Regions from separate parts of the Mus musculus genome. Here region 1 is linked to region 2. The links are chromatin contacts, called in public HiChIP or PLAC-seq maps. All regions are on one chromosome and are shown on one strand. The core of a region is the stretch at or near the end of the contact, and the rest is flanking DNA. Distances in the headings are between cores, read along the strand shown. Region 1 has its middle 39 kb from the start of Gm39035. Region 2 overlaps Mctp2 (multiple C2 domains, transmembrane 2).

Region 1 (4,737 bases), core at 2,108-4,607, 74 kb before region 2:
GTGGAAATTCTGGCTTACTGTGCCAGAGGAGGAGCAGGCATGAAAGTGAATTATCTGTTGATACACCTGTGTGAGCCTTTGACACAAGCTTGGGCCCAGTCTCTACCATATCCACATGCTGGTGTTTCTCTAAGTTAAAGGGACACAGACTTCATGGAAGCAACTCAGTGCCTGAGGTCGTGTGGTTTCAATTCATGGAGGGCACATAGAAGCTCTGATGATCTTCTACAAAGGAGAGTAACATTGCCCAAGAATACATTGCCATAAGCCAAGAGGTCTGCACATTTATTAGGGATACTCATATTTCAATACAGTGTTTTGACTTCCACAAGTTCTGTGCAATTCTTCGAATCTGTTAGAATCAGAATCATCTAGAGACACTATTTTTTCCTTTCTTGTATCCATTCAAACTGAGCTACCTCTTCACACTTCTTGTTACCACCATATAACATACCCACACATTTGGTGGCTGGAAACATAAATATCATTATATTTTATCTCTCAGAGTTCTGGAGGCTAGACATTTCATATCAAGAAAAAAATGGTTCCCAAATGAGGGTCAAAGGAATAGTGTGTTTCTAGCTTTTGGAGACCACCTGCCATCTTCGGCATTAGCTCGCTTGTGGATGTTTTACCATCCATACTGACTTCTGCCTTATGAATGTGGTTAACTTCCCCTTTAATTATAAGAGTATTTTCTTGAAGATTTAGAGTGGCAGGCCCTAAGTGTAGAATGATCTCTTTTCAAGATCTTCAACTTAGTTTCCCGTAAAAAGATCCCCTGTTCTACGTGGGTCCCATTCACAGTTCCTGGTGTTTAGAACATGATCATGTATTTCACCCAGCTGCAGATGTACTCCTGATTATTTTAAGTGTGCTTCCACGTGTCGGTTGTGTTTATAAAAGTACCCAGTGCAAAGTAGTATAACTTGTCTTCTAATTTGGAAAAATGTACCGATGTGCCTTTGCCTATTGGTGCCTTTGATGCTGTTATATTTTTGTATAATTTACCTTCTATTCCATGACATACATGGATTCTTGGAAGACCAAAGCATTCCTTCTCAGGGTCTAATGGCTGACATCACTGGTGTATCAGACCTGTGTACTGTGTCTCCTGAACAAGCAAGACAGTCATAGCTATGTAGGCTAAATTATGGTATAGAAGCAGCTGAATTTATCCTGGGGAGAGATAGTTAAGATGTACTCTTAGATCCTCAGCCAGGTGAAATTAACTGCATTGCACTGAATCAATAAGAGGACTTCTATTGATTTCCTTCTTGAAATAGATCACACCTAAATAATAAATGCAATTGGAGTCATTACCTGTGCAGCTTAGGATAATTCATTTTCATTTTCTATGGCCAATGCAAAATTGATCACTCCTGGCCAGATTTGAGAGTTAAATAAAAACAAAAGAGGACTCACAACCATTGCATCTATCAAGGGCTTTTTCTGGTGCCACCAATTTCAGTAATGTCTTCGTAGAAAGCATAATTCACATGCATTATCACCTTAGTATTGTAGGAAACACCAGGGCTTGCACATTGGCTACTTGTGTTGTTGTACTTGGTTTGAGACAAGGTCACACTATGTAATCTTGGTTTGTCTCGAATTTATAATCCTCTACCACTTAGGTGTGGTGATCTCAGGTGAGGACCATTTTGCCCAGCTTGAAAAGTCTTGTTTTTTTATTAGCAGTTGTGTAAAATCTGGAAGGCATAACCTTCTAGACCTGAGAATACATGTAATGATTATTGATCCACCAACCAGATAGCCCATGTGAAAATGGATGTTTGATCTGTTGCAGAGGTAGCAATGCCAAAGTTTCATCATTTGGCCCTTGTAAGCCTGGGGTTCTGATCAATGAAATAAATCAATTTGGTAAACTTAGGTAAAATGGCTAATCTGCAGAGCCCTACCTTTTCCCTTTATTTTTCAGAGTCTACACTCTAGGGAACCAATTCTGGCAATTGAGTAATGAATCATGATGTTTTGGTCCAAAATATGGTTCCATTCTCCATATCAGAAATTTATTTTAAATATATAAACAACAGGAGAGGGGGAAAGTCACTAATAGGATGATAGAATACATACGTATTTTTCTATTCAGCTTATTATGTGAAATTAAATATTAGTATAGATTTATACATACATAAAGCAAAAATTATGCAGAACTTCAAAAAACTTCCAACAGACAAAGAAACCTTGACAAAAAAAAAAAAAAAGAGGAACTACAGACTTGGATTTTGGATTATGCCACCGTGAGGTTCAGCTGTTCCTCATGGTGATAAAACATGTTAATTACGGAAGGCAAATTTTGACTTGGCTTATGGTGTCATAGATTTTGACCACTTAAACAGAATACTATAGTGAATGAGTAGGCTACCTCATGAAGCACAGGAGGGAGAGTAAGGGCCAGAGACAAGGTATGTCTTCCCAGGGCATGCCACCACTGGCTTAAATAGACCTTACCTAATTACTACCACTTTCCCACAATGCCATTGACTTATGAATGAATCCACTGATGAGGAAGTCATGTCCCCAACAACCAGTCACTTCCTTGATGCTGCACCTCTGAACAATACTGCATTGTGAACAAAGCCTTCAAGAAAGGGACTTTTGGGGGCATTTCATATGCAGGCAACAATAGTTACAAATCTACAGTAATCAAAGCAGCCTGATACTGGCTTTAAAAAAAAAAGAAGTAAAACATATACATCATAGACTAGCAGAACAAAATAGGGAGTCTGGGAATAAAAATCACTTATAGATGTTCAACTAAATTGTGACAAAGACATCAAGAAGATAAAATGAAAAATCTCTTCAATATACATTACTGGGAAACTAGGTATTTTCATGCACAAGAATAACAGAATACAGATGCACAAAGCAGCGACTCACAATGCCTTGGGGAATCAAACAAAAGACCTTAACACATAGTTCTTAGGAAGAAACAACAAAGCCAAACAGGGTCAGAGTCCTTTGCATTGATCGGAAAAACAGTTATTTGAGTATTAATACCAAAGGAACAGGTAACTAAAGACAGAGTAAGCAAGAAGGAATAAACAAAGTACAAGAGTCTCTTTGGCAATGTAAACAATCAACAATTCAAAGGGGCAACCTGCCACTTGGAAGAAAATGTTTTCAAGCCACATATCTGATACAGCATCGTTAATATTCAAATGTGGCAAGAAACAATCAACTCAACAACAAATACATCCCTAAATAATCCAATTTCAAAGTGGGTGATGGTTGGTAAAAAGGCAAGTCCTCTATCACTGAGCTATATCCCTAGCCCTGCCCATACTCTCTGATTGCTCATGAAAACCAGATTAGCCTCAGCAAATCTGAAAGCATCGGAGTCAGACACAATGTGTTGTCTGACCACAACGAAATAAAACTGAAACTCATTAACAGAAAGGTAACAGGAAGCGATCCAAACACTTAGAAACCAAGAACACACTTCTAAATAATGCATAGGCCAAGGAGGGCATCTCAAAGAAAGAAGAAAATATATCGACCTGAATGGAAATGGAAACCAGTAAAAGGTATGCAGCCTTTTGTGGGCTATGTTTCTTCTGTAATTTTATAATGTATTCTTTTGTGGTTTTAAGTGAAAAAGAGATTAAGTTAGCAGACATATATGAAATGTACACACTGCTTGAAATGTAAATTATTTTTAGAACACTTTCAATGGATGTTTCTTACCTTTTGTGACTTAATTTGAGACAATTATTTTACAGCTTTAAATATAGATTTCTTAGAAAAAATTTATAGAAAATTATGCATGCCAGTGGGTTTTTCATTGGTAATTCATTTAATTTGAATCATTTAGGGGTGCTGGAGAGACAGTTTAATGGTTTAGAGCACTAACTGTACATCCAGAGGACCTAGACTCAATTCCCAGAGCCCATGTAGCACATCACAACATCCTCTAACTCCAGTTCCGGCGGAACCAGTGCCCTCTTGTGGACATCATGGGCATTAGGTCCACACATGATGCATGAATATACATGGAAACAAATACTCATGTGTGTAAAATAAAATATGTAAAGGTTTGCTAGACTTTCACAGATTTAGTCCAATCTTTACATCAAACTAACTGCTACAGTGATGGAAACTTAATAAAACTATCTGCAAAAGTATATGAAGTATACCAATATTAAAATTATGAAATATATCTAGGATGCTTACCAATTAATGTAATAATTACCATTACCAGATAATGGATTTTAAATTCATGTCTAGTAACATGAGTTGATTTGTATGGACAATATGACTTATTGTGCAGTTTCTTAAGTCAAGTACCTTCTCAAAAATTTATAATGGCTTTCAATAATGTATATCAAGCAAACAGACAAACAAAACACTAGAAAACCAACTGGATGATGTAGATGTTTCAACTGGTGTTGAAAGCTTCCCTGGTGTCTATACTATAATAGACATGTCTGTTTTTAATGTGCAGATGACTGTCATCATGTATGAGAAATAAATGATAATTTATTGATGGATAATTTACAAAAAATGTATAAAATTGAAACACAGTAGTTTTCAGAGACGAATTTATAGATTTTGTATGTTAAAAGAGGTGGGATGTTGTTTTTTTTAGGCGAAAGAAGTTCTGGTGTTTGACATCATAGCCAGCACAATTGAAAATAAATTGTTATATATCTCAAAAGAGAAAGGTAAGAAGAATGTAAGCATATATTTCACAATATCTTATACTGTTTGGTGTCT
Region 2 (4,455 bases), core at 1,136-3,635:
TCGGTCATCATTGGGAAGAGAGGCCCCTTGGTCTAGCAAACTTTATATGCCCCAGTACAGGGGAACGCCAGGGCCAAGAAGTGGGAGTGAGTGGGTAGGGGAGCAGGGCAGGGGGAGGGGAGGGTATAGGGGACTTTTGGGATAGCATTTGAAATGTAAGTGAAGAAAATAATAAAAAAAAATAAAAAACATACTTTAATATACTTAGAGTTCTGAATAATTTTTTTTTTTTTTTTTTTTTTTTTGCTTTATTTGTGCCAGGCCTATTTCTTAAATTGCCACATCAACAGTAGGTTCTTAATACTACAAGGACTCTCAGGGCTCTGCTCTCCTTCTAGAACTTAATATATTCCTCTCTGAGAGGGAAAACTGTGTTTCATTACTTGCTTGAAAATAACAGTATCCCATTGCAGTTTGTGGTAAATAAACATAAAAGTCTAAACAGATGGGGGAAATAGGCCTCCTTTATAGCGGCTTGTTCATTTATACATCTTCCTAAGAGTCCTGCCTCCATCCTTCTCTCTTGCTGGCAGAACAAAGTGACAGAGGCATTGCCAAGTGACAGTTTGAGTGGGGAAGAGTCCTGGTAGCTCCAGCTAGCGATCACATTGGCGACTTTAAAAATCATGGATACTGTCTTTGATTGTCACTGTGACAGGAATACTCTTGATTTCAAAGAGATGAGGACTGTTGACAAGTTCATCATATAGGACATGCCTACACAATAAAGGCTACTCAAGCCCCAGGGCCAACAATGACCACTATTGGGCAATGCTGAGCTAGATAAGCCCGGGGTCAAGTTCTGGCACTGTGACTGCGATCAAATCAGAGCTTCCTCATCTGTAAAGCTGGCGTAAAAGAATCGAGTGGGTGCAGTGGTTTAGGGGAATTGTTAATCCGCGCAGAACAGTGAACACAGGGAAGGATTCAGAGCAGGGGCTAGCAAAGCATCCTGGGTACAATTTTCATTGCTCTAGTGGCTTTCCTGCCCATCCTGTATGATAGTGAGTGTCTTCAGGCTGGCTCCCAGGGACATGCTGTATCCTTTCTCTTACTCTTCTTGGAGGCCTTTGTGCTGGTTCCCCTGCCAGCCTGTGCTCTGAGCACACTTACCCGATTGAAGTTCCTCTAGCTTTCCACTGTCCCTGTCCATCTGCTTGGATCTTTCTGTGCACAGAATGCTCCTGACTTTTACAGCTCTCCCTCATGTCTTTCTACGGAGGGACTTCATACAAGGGATGCTTTCCCAATGGATAGAAGAGAAGTGGCAACCTGGCAACTTGTTTATCCACAGACATTCTAGCTCCTCTGCTGTTGTGTTTGTCTATTCCCATCACCTGACATTAAATATGTATCTACTTATTGTCTGACCCTTCTAAGGAGAATATTAATTTTATGAAACCAAAAAGTCTGTTTTGTTCCCTGAAATATCCCTAAAGGGGGAATATTCCCTCATTACTTAGATACTAACAATGTTTATTAAACAAATAGATTATTTAGTAACAGGATGGAATAAATTATGATTTAATGATAGGGCTTGGTTGTGTATGATTGTTTGGGGCATGAATTTGTGTGAAAGAATGTGTTTATAAAAGTTATTTCTCTTTCAGTTAAATAATTTTTAATGTAGATGGTAAAACTAATAGTTTACATATTCCTTTGCATCTAAACAAATTACCCATTCAGGGTGTGTCTTTCAACCACTGCTAAATATCCAGAACCATTCTGTACATGCTGGAAGTGTGTCTTCTAGGTGGTTCAAATATATAATCACATTAACTATTAAGATTAACCAGCACATGAGGGAATTAACCATCACACAAATGAAACTTTTTGATACAATAGTATATTATACTGGAGTTTTGAGGTTTGCAGTTGCTTTGTAATGCAGTAACTAAGTGATTTTGTGTGTGTGTGTGTGTGTGTGTGTGTGTATTACAGGAAGCCAATGAAGCAAATAGATGCAATGATACAAAGAATTGAATTACTTCTCTTACGCTTGATTAATACCATACAATTGATTGTTGGACAGTGCTTGACTAAAATAAAGATTGAGACAGTAGCTGGACAGCTGATAGTAGCTTTGAAGAAGGAAGTAAAAATCTGTATGTGTTTATGTTGGATTGGGGAGTTTATTGAGTCAGAGATTGCTGGTTGAACCCTGCATTAAACTTATATGTGCCTTTAATGTAAGAGCTTCTTCTATCTATCTTGAACATACTCATGCATCCCCAAGCCACCTACATTTCCCTTCCTCTTCAGCCTAGGTTTTGAGTGTCGTTTAATCATTGCCTTTCTTCTCACCTTGTCCACAGTAGTCTCAGTGTACATCACTCACAGATGATTTTCTGCTTCGCATCGTCAAGATGACTCATCCCATGACTACTGATTCTTTTCATTTTCTCAGATGAATACTTTTAAGATTATTGTCACTTTGTCTGTGTGTAACACTCGATGCTGCTCACCACTTCCTCTATAAAATACCCTTCCTTTACGGCTCCTAGTTTAGATTCTACTTGTCATAGGGATACCACACCTTTTTTTCTTTTCTTCTAAGTCTTTATAGTTTCGTTTCTGAGTTTATTCTGTCACAACTGGCCATTAAGTGCTAGTTCTTTAAAGCTCATGTCAACTTTTAGTGTAGATATTCATCTGTGGTTTTCTTGCATGCCAATCTCGCCATCATTAATTTCTAGACATGAACCATCTCTGTGTTCTACAATCAATTTCCAAATTGCTTGTTAAATTGTATCATTACTTAATCCTGGATAATGTTTATATCAATAGTACATTCTAACTGGAGAAAAAATATATAAAATGCCTTGTATGTTTATGGTATGCATATATGTACCTGGGCATGTTTTCTTTTTACTTATTTAAGTTTTGAGATTTATTATATAATTGCAACATTCCTCTCTCCCCTTTACCTCCTCTAAATTCTTTTTTTTCAAGCTTTTCAAATTCATCTATTATTATTATGTATATATGTGTATGTTTACATATACATATATTATATATCTCTATATATCAGATATAGATATTCTTAAACATAACCTGCTAAGTTCATATAATGTTTAGGGACCCAGTCTTACACAAAGAATTCTAAGCAACCAAGAAAAGCTGGGAGCAGTAGAGGTTGTCTTCTCTGGGGAAGAACACAGCAATCGGTTGCTTTGTACCAAATGGTCAGCCATGGAAACACCTAAACAAATGGAAGAAAACTGTTTTGGCAACTCAGTCCTTGTTTACCTTGTGGATTGCTAGGCTAAGTTTATCTCCTTACCTTGAGATGCCTCAATGGACATTCAGGTGCTTCCTGGCAGAATGTCTGTTGCAATTGGATGTGATGCTATAATCATGTGGAATGGGAAAAAAAAATAACCAGGCCTGAAAAAAAGCTAAATGAAATGATTGTCACTTGGAAACAACTTGTTCATGGTGGTTAACTGTCAAGTGGACAGAATCTAGGATCTTCTGAGAGACATGTGTGTGCCATTATATAGCCTCTGGGATTGTGTTGCTTTGGTTAATTAACTTGACATATCCACCCTGGGAGGGTAGAGCACCACTGAGGCTGAGCACCGGCATCCATATCTCTCTGCTTGTAAATGATGCTTAGGATATGGCCAGCTGCTTCATGCCCCTGGCTCCTTGACTTTACCAGCACAGGAGACTGCACCCTTGATTGATGAACTCAAACACCCCTTCCCTTGAGTTGTTTTGTTAGGGTGCTTTTCATAGCAATAGGTAGGAAAAGAAACTAAGATAATTGTCTATCCTAGAAACTAGAGAAGATTTTGGCTTATAGGTGAATTATTAGTGTTAAAATAATTTCAGTAAGATGAATGGAATTAGAGTCTATATACAAAGGCAGTTTCCTATATTCTAGTAACTTCAGTAAAATAATACAGTATGAGTAGCTGGAAACCTGTGGGATGCTCAGGCACTGGCAGCAACTTTGGAAATGTATAAACTATAACTGATGATTACTGAAGAGTATTCAATGATGTGAACAGATATATCTGTGGTTCTTCACCCAAAAGAACCAAAACTTATGACCACACAAAAAACTGACAAATCTATACAGCAGTTATTTACAATAGTGGCAAATAGTAAAAAATGGCCAAGGTTGCTTTCCTTTCACGAACTGGTAACTGTGGTACATCCAAACAGTGGAATATTACAGAGTGACGAAAAATAAATATACCATTGGTCTGCAAAAATGGAGAAAGGAACCCCGGATACCCTTTGCTCTGTGAAATGGATGAAACTGAAGAATATATGCAATGTGAGATTTGCTACTATGGCATTCTGAAAACAAAGCTAGGAATGATATAAGAAATGGTCAATGAATGCAATGCAGAGGCAGTGGATGAGGGCGATGGAGTGTAGCGGATATTTAGGCCAAGGAACCTATTTTGTATAATGTTATAGTTGTTTGTAAACAATGAAATG

Evidence for each region. HiChIP or PLAC-seq counts read pairs in DNA pulled down with a chosen protein or histone mark.
Region 1: a contact with region 2 is called in a CTCF HiChIP or PLAC-seq map of CD8 T cells, with 11 read pairs. The contact joins two enhancer-like sites. A contact is called at or near these places in 1 of 15 datasets of contacts at CTCF or cohesin (CD8 T cells), 4 of 484 Hi-C or Micro-C datasets (B cells, CD4 T cells, the CH12 cell line and 1 more) and 1 of 115 datasets of contacts at active chromatin or transcription factors (CD8 T cells).

Annotation. Positions count from the first base shown.
Region 1 is chr7:72,343,186-72,347,922 of GRCm38.p6, reverse strand. No RefSeq gene overlaps it. Among named protein-coding and RNA genes, the nearest start is that of Gm39035, 39 kb to the right of the region's middle. Within about 2 kb of position 3,357, at least 5 of the 459 cell types and tissues checked have an H3K27ac peak or open chromatin away from gene starts, as enhancers often do. A contact at or near this core is called in CD8 T cells, where this site is marked.
Region 2 is chr7:72,268,146-72,272,600 of GRCm38.p6, reverse strand. All of the region lies in intron 1 of Mctp2 (multiple C2 domains, transmembrane 2), which reads left to right. Among named protein-coding and RNA genes, the nearest start is that of Mctp2, 36 kb to the left of the region's middle. Within about 2 kb of position 2,385, at least 37 of the 459 cell types and tissues checked have an H3K27ac peak or open chromatin away from gene starts, as enhancers often do. A contact at or near this core is called in CD8 T cells, where this site is marked.